Regions from separate parts of the Sus scrofa genome. Here region 1 is linked to region 2. Evidence: chromatin contacts called from public Hi-C data. All regions are on one chromosome and are shown on one strand. Each heading gives the region's core, a stretch centred on a gene start, on an enhancer-like site or on the middle of the called end of the contact. The rest is flanking DNA. Distances are from core to core; before and after follow the strand shown.

What was found. A called contact is a pair of places that touch in the nucleus more often than the background predicts.
Region 1: a contact with region 2 is called in a Hi-C map of embryonic fibroblasts, with 2.0 times the contacts expected there. The contact joins the promoter of CD47 here to the enhancer-like site in region 2. A contact is called at or near these places in 2 of 5 promoter capture datasets (fetal liver and liver), 2 of 47 Hi-C or Micro-C datasets (embryonic fibroblasts and fibroblasts) and 1 of 2 datasets of contacts at active chromatin or transcription factors (alveolar macrophages).

The regions. Positions count from the first base shown.
Region 1 is chr13:151,427,773-151,431,233 of Sscrofa11.1, forward strand. CD47 (CD47 molecule) reads left to right here and starts at 1,639. Exons shown (of 9, transcript NM_213982.1): 1 at 1,639-1,797. The coding sequence starts at 1,752. LOC106505814 (a long non-coding RNA gene) reads right to left here and starts at 1,104. Exons shown (of 3, transcript XR_002337926.1): 1 at 1,015-1,104.
Region 2 is chr13:151,046,436-151,050,007 of Sscrofa11.1, forward strand. It overlaps MYH15 (myosin-15), which reads left to right. Exons shown (of 40, transcript XM_021069826.1): 13 at 3,325-3,474. Among named protein-coding and RNA genes, the nearest start is that of MYH15, 40 kb to the left of the region's middle. Within about 2 kb of position 2,051, at least 6 of the 83 cell types and tissues checked have an H3K27ac peak or open chromatin away from gene starts, as enhancers often do. A contact at or near this core is called in embryonic fibroblasts, where this site is marked.

The sequences.
Region 1 (3,461 bases), core at 389-2,888, 380 kb after region 2:
TTGGTAGCCTCAGGGTGTCAAGGCTGCCATTCAAATCATTACCACCATAATTATTAACCATTGTTTTAGTGAGATATCTGCCAGGCAATTGTTTTTTTTTTTTTTTTTTTTAATCATTAAAAAACAATCAGATTTCACTGGAGCAACGCTTGCCTCAAGTCACATCAACACGTTTATTAAACCCCTTCTGTTTGCTCAGTTGAACAGGAAGTCTTAAAGAAGGGAATACTTAAAATACTCTGATTTTAAAGAATAATGCTGTAGGGAAGATGTTTACACACACACACAATTACAAGGAAGAGTTGTATAATACATACAGTATATACACACTCTTACAGAGGGTCAGAGTGGCAATTTTATTTCCTGCATTTTATCACTATAGGATGCAATGGAGGAGACGCCATGGATAGAGGATTTGGAGGAATAGAATATTGCTTTTTTTCCCCTAGCAGATAAGAGAAAAACAACCAAGGGAGCAGGGAGGATATGCACCCCATTAGAGCAGCCACCAGAGCATGACTTTTTGACAAGTTTTCATCATTTCGGATAAATGTTAAAGGGCTTTTGCTTCAGAATGCGGTGTCTGATTCGGTGAGATACTCAAAGGCCTTGTCCATATTGCGACTTGGAGCCACACTTTGAACCCATTTTTTCAAGCAAGCTAAACGCAAACAGTGCAGAGGAGTGCACATGGTGAGGTCACAAACCCGGCTCCATGACATTGCAGGAAAGAACGTCTTGGATACACCTGCTAACATTTTAGACCATGCTTGATTTCCCCTGGGGTTTCGGCATTAACCACATCTCAAAGTGTTTACCATCACTGGTGGAGCTTGAGTAATCCTGTTTAAAGGTTGAAAACACTACCAAACAAGGCCAAAAAGAGAGTAAAAAAGATAGTCAAAAACAGAACCAAAGATCCGCCAGGAAAACAAAAGCAGACGGGGGCAGAACCGAGGAGAGAGCTGGAGCCCAGGAGCAGCAACTGGAAGTTCCCGGCGGCCAGGCACCCACCGTCATCCTGCCCTCGGAGTGGCGCCCTCGCCCGCGTGGGAAGCATAGAGCCGTCCCCCGGCGGTGTGTGCTTTCTGTGGCAGGCCTTGGAGCTCAGGGGAAATGGGCAGAGGCGAGAGGCGTATAGGCGTCGAGGTCGAAGCGCGCGGGAGGACGTCGGACGCCCGGTAAAGAGAGATCAGGGGCTCCTACGGGGGCCGAGGCTCCTAAGTCTGGGTAAACAGCACCTGGGCGGGTTCCTGAAGTGTGAGAGTGGAAGTGAAAGCAGGACAGGACGAGGGGAAGGAGGGCGCCAGGGGGCGGGGGGCGGGCGCTACGAGAGGAAAAAAGGGAACAACGGACAGGGATGCGGGCGCAATGAGATCCCCGCGTGAGCCTGAGAATATACGCTCAGCCTCCAATAGGGGACCGGTACGGGGAAAACGGGGCGTGACCCGGCCGTCCTGCGCGCGCCACTGGCGAGGAGCAGGCGGGAGCCAGGACTTGAAGCGGATAGTCGGAAGGGCGCCGCGTCAACAGCCGCGGCAGCCGGGCGGGGGCGAAGCTGAGTGCGCGTGCGCCGCGCGCGAGCCGGGGAGCGGGCGTGGAGTGGCGGGAGCGCGCGTGCGCGCGCCCAGGCAGCCCGGGCACCGGGTCCTGCCTTTGACGGGAGGAGGCGGCGGGTCCTCTCTGTGACGGCGGCGGTGCCTGCTCCAGACACCTGAGGCGGCGGCGGCAGCCCCGCGGCGGACGCGGAGATGTGGCCCTTGGTGGTGGTGGTGCTGCTGGGCTCGGCGTACTGCGGTGAGTGGTCACTCGCTCTTGGTTCTGCGGCTAGTGTCTAACCGCCCCCGCGGCAGCCCCGCGGCGCCCGGGCGGGTGTGTGGGCTGCACCCTGTCTGGCCTGGCGGCGCCCTGGAGAAGGTGGCAAGGGAGCGGGATGCGCGGGCCCTGCCCGCCCCGGGTGTGGACGTGGGAGGGCCCCGCGGGTAATCGGCGCCCCCCTTCCTTTCTTCCTTTCCCTCCTCTTCTCTTCCCCCTGGGTGGTAGCAGGGCTCATCTTCCCCCGTTCTCCACCTCTGGATGCACACATGGAGAAAGACTTCAAACGGAGCACCTCGCGCAGAAATTAACTGTAGAGAGAAAGGGCGCAATCGGAGCCAACCGTTGGCAGCTGTTAGGGTCCCCCCTCTTTCTCACCCCTCTTCCTTCTCAGTGCTTTAAACGCATTTGAGGTTGAAGGAGGAAGAGTGGGAGGGCCCGAGCCTTTTGCGATGAAAGTGCGCATTTTGGCGAAGTCTTTGAGAAGGGGTTTCTCCGGTTTGCCCTCCCACAGGAATACAGGAGTTACGGGGACGTAAAGGACAAATTAAGTTTCCTTTCCAACCTAGCATTTAATCAGAATAATCTTTTGGCTGCCTTTTTTTTTTTTTTTTTTTTTTTTTTTTACCCTAGAAATAAGCTTCTTCGATGGAAACTCTTTTCTCACTACCCCCAAGCCCCCTCAACCCTTTAATACAGTCCAAATTGCACGTTCAAGTTTTCTTACTGTATTTAGGGGAGCATTTTTAAAAGTAATCTAGATTTCGCTTGAAGTATGAAGACAGTAACCCCTAGTCAAAATTATATTTGCGGCAGGGTGGGATTCGTGTCTTTCGACTCCAAAGGCTTTTTGCCCCCCACCCCCAAGCTTTTAGAATCCGTTTCGCTTTTTGCCTTTTTAAAACGTGTGCTTCGTCTGTAAAATTGAGGAAGGAATACGAATTTTCGTGGCTCTATAGTGCCTGTCATACTTTACATCTATAGAGCCTCTTGAATTAGAGTTAACAGTAACAAGGTATCGTTACATTTGATTCTAGAATGCTGAATTAATTAGATTTTAAACGGCATATTAGCCTCATTGTGCCATTCAAAAAGGCTGTGACTTCAAGTTATTTCCTAAATGCCCTTAAGTCCAGGCTTACCACTTTTCCCACTCTCTGAAACCTCCTGGGATGTCGGAGCTGTTAATAATCAATCTCTATTATCTAAAGGGTTGATATTAGGTAAGGCAGTGTTTCCTGTTATCGTACTTAACAGTTTGTTGTCCATTACTATGATTATAGCTCACATAATACTGCTTTCAGAAACCTGTTGTACGATCAGAAAGCCTTATATCAAAACTCATTATAAATTTATAATAAAATATTTCAATTCAGACCATTGGTCTCAAAGCCAGTTTGGAGCATAAAAAGTGTAAATCATGTACAGTTTTAAAAACAGGGATCCTATTTTCAAGTGGATTAGAAAGAACTGCTAGAATGGCACTTTTGGGGATAGAGAGTGTTAGGCCTCCTCTAGTAACAGGTATGATCTGTATAATTAGCATTCATTACATACAATATTAATATACTCAAGTCCCTGTGGAGTCATAGAATTCAGAATTTATAGTATTTTATTGTACTTAGTTAATAATAACCTGAAAAAAA
Region 2 (3,572 bases), core at 801-3,300:
TGGTCGTGTGATTAGAGATGTTTGGCGGTTTCTTGCCTTTTAAGACATTCACCACCACATGCATGCATGACATGCTATGATTATAGAACAAGTACTTGCTCTGTGTAAAACTAATGAGCCTGTAGGACTGAAATAAAACCTTCATCTCTTTAATATTGTGTTCTCAGGGACCAAGTTACCACACCAGCCTCTGCTATAATGGAACCAGCGAAGCAAGCTAATATATTATTATTCAACAATAAAAGAAAAAAAAAAAAAAAAAAAACCCTTGCCCTCCATCCTCTCCCCCTCCCCCACCCTCTTTCTTGCTTGTGCACTCTCTCTTTTTCTCTCTCTCTTCCTCCATCTCCTGGAGACAGAGTAAGAAAGCACGCTATAAGGTTTTCTTTTCTTAGGAATTTTACTGACGTTATAGAGACATTGTCATGGCTAAGAATAGAGATGTATATGCTCTGTTGATGACAATTGCAAAAGATGGCAAAAATTTTTGCAGTGTTAACACTCCATGCAAAGTTTAGTTCTAGCTCTAATGCTAACCAACTCTGCAGCTTTGGTCAAATACTCCATCTCTCTGAGCACCCCAATGAAGAGGCTGAATTCTCCTGTGTGTCTCAGTGGAGAGGTGATTGGCATCTAAAAGGGATAATTCTTTGGGTATGAGAGTGTCCCACACGTTGTAGGAGGTTTTGCCTTCATGCCCCCAGGTGCTAAATGACAGCAATACTCTCAGTCACTCTGATGATGGGAAAATGCCCATCCTCTTCCCAAATGCCCTTCTCCCTTAGTGGGGAGGAACCATCCTGAGTTGATAGCTGCTATATGTGATTCTCTGGAACTAAGAGTCTTCAGGTCTAGTATTTTATGATTCCAGGAGAGTTCTAACCATGCCTATTAGCAATAAGTTGTCTTACTTAAAAAAGATTAATGAGGAGTACTCTTGTGGCACAGCGGTAGGTTAAGGATCCAGCATTGTCACTACAGTGGCTTGGGTCACTGCTATGGCATATGTTTGATCCCCTGGTTTGGGAATTTCCATCTGCCAAGGTTGAAGCCCCCCCAAAAGGATTAATAATAATAAAACAATAATAATAATCAGTAGCCATTGAATATGTGCAGTGGGTGCTGTGCTATGTGCTTTGTATGAATAGCTCATTTAATCTAATGCAAGCCTGAAAAGTTGATCTTATTTATATTTCTATTCTGTAGTTAAAGACAGCGAAGCTTAGAAAGATTAACTGCTCAAGGTAACATGGATAATAAATATTGGAGTAAGGATGAGGAAGTGATAAAAGTGGAAAGGGGAAGGGAGAGGGGGAACTAACATTTACTGGATTCTAAGTGCCAAATGTGCTACTTATATTTACACCTCTGTCTCATTGAATATCTCCCAACAGCCATGAGACAGCATATTTTAATATTGCTATGTTTCAGATGGGAAAGGCAGGGATCAAGGTGGCTAAAAATATGGCTATTGGACTCAATTTCTTTCATCTGTTTGTTTTTTAATTATATATTGTTGATCTCCACTAATCAAAGTCTTATGTGAGGTTTTTTTTTTTTTTTAAAGCTCAGGCATGAATCCATTTAGTCCCTGAAAAGTGGAAGTGTCGATTTAGCTGCCTCATTCCTCCTTCATTGGACAGAAAGTGATGAAAATGATTAATTGATGAACAGTCTATTGGATTATAAGTTTTATTAATTCATTCAACAGACATCATATCATCCATTGCTTCCTCTGCTACAACTTCAGGCTTTCTTCCTATTTCTTCGTGGCTCCCCCATCCTGGCCAGTTTCTCTCCACTCCTGCTTCTCATACATCCAGGGAATTAAAGGGGGGTCAGCAAGTCAGTCATGTTCTTTTTTAAACTTTCAAAGTGACTGCTGTAGACAGTGCTCTGGGGGATGAAAATCATTCTTCGTGCTTTATTTGTGCGGGTGTGCTCTTGACGCTGATAATAAAAAACTGTGATGCCATCCGGCTCATGGATTACTGTGGAAATGACTCAAGATAACTGATCAGGGAGTGGGTGACTCATAGCTAAATCACAAGCAGACACCAACTGGCTCCTGCTGCATGCACTGTCCCGGGCAGCTGAAGGATGGATGTGATAGGCCTATTTTAAATGTTCAGTTGTTGGAATGCATCCTGCTTCCAGGCCTGGAGTCCGTCCAGCTGAAATTCACTCCTACTTGGAGTCTGTCAGGAACCTGCTACTACAGCAGCGCCTTTGCATCATGGCAGCAGGATCAGCATTTGTACCACAGTATCCAGGCACAGAGGTTGGAGGGAGTAGATTATGAGAGAGCCTTTGCCACATACCTCAAGAGAGGGGAAATGCAGCCTGAGTTTTACAGTAGGAGAATCTGAGTCTGAGTGATGCACTAAATTGCCATTCTCCCTACATGGAGTTGAGAGCCACCCTGAGAACTAATATAATAAAGAAGGTGGAAGCTGATGCTAGAGAAACTCTTCAAGAGAATAATTCAGGTGAAGAGTCTGCAGCCCAGACAGCTTATGTCACTTGCCAAAGATTATATGATTTTTTTCTTTTCTTGCTTTTTAGGGCATATGGCGGTTCCCAGGCTAGGGGTCCAATCGGAGCTGTAGCTGCCCGCCTACGCCAGAGCCACAGCAACACCAGATCCAAGCCACATCTGCAACCTACACCACAGCTCATGGCAACACCGGATCTTTAACCCACTGAGCAAGGCCATGGATTGAACCCACAACCTCATTGTTCCTAGTCGGATTTGTTTCCACCAAGCCAGAACAGGAACTCCAGGTTATACGATTTGTTAACAACAGCAGCAGCAGAGGATTCTAGATTCCTAACCTACTCTACCAGTATTTTTCAAACTTTATGGTATGTAGGAGTCAGAGAGGTTTGTGTTAGAATGCAAATGCTGATTCATAGGTCTGGGATGAGATGATGAGAGTCGGCATCTTTAACAAGCTCTCAGGTGATGCTGATGCTGCAGGTCTTAGGACCACGCTTTAGAACATGTTGCCACCCTACCCCAGGATGTTTATCCTTTAGTAATTGGAACATGAGTTCTCTCACAGGACTGTTGGGTAGAGAGACATTAGGCTAGCTCACTTCCTTTCCCCTAACCCTCTTCCCCTCTCTTCCTCTCTCCCTCCCTTCTTGGTTTCTTCCCGTCCTTGCTTCTTCCTTTATTCTGGTGTTCATCATAAAGCTTGAACCACAGAAAGTGGTTAAATATATACTAGTTTTACTAGAAAGTGATTGCTGATAGAAAATGCCCAGGATCAAATTGAACACTGCTGTCAGACAAAAGAGTGCTGTCAATGTGACTTCCAGGTGACCTATGCTGTTGGTGCCTTGTCTAAGTCAATCTATGAGAGGATGTTTAAGTGGCTGGTAGCACGTATCAACCGGGCCCTGGATGCCAAGTTGTCAAGACAGTTCTTCATTGGCATTCTTGACATCACTGGTTTTGAAATGCTTGATGTAAGTATATCTGGTAAGAATGAAGTCGATGTGTGTTTACAAGGGGATTAGACTATGTGAATTGAATGCCAGAAAATGTAGTAAAACATGATGAGATT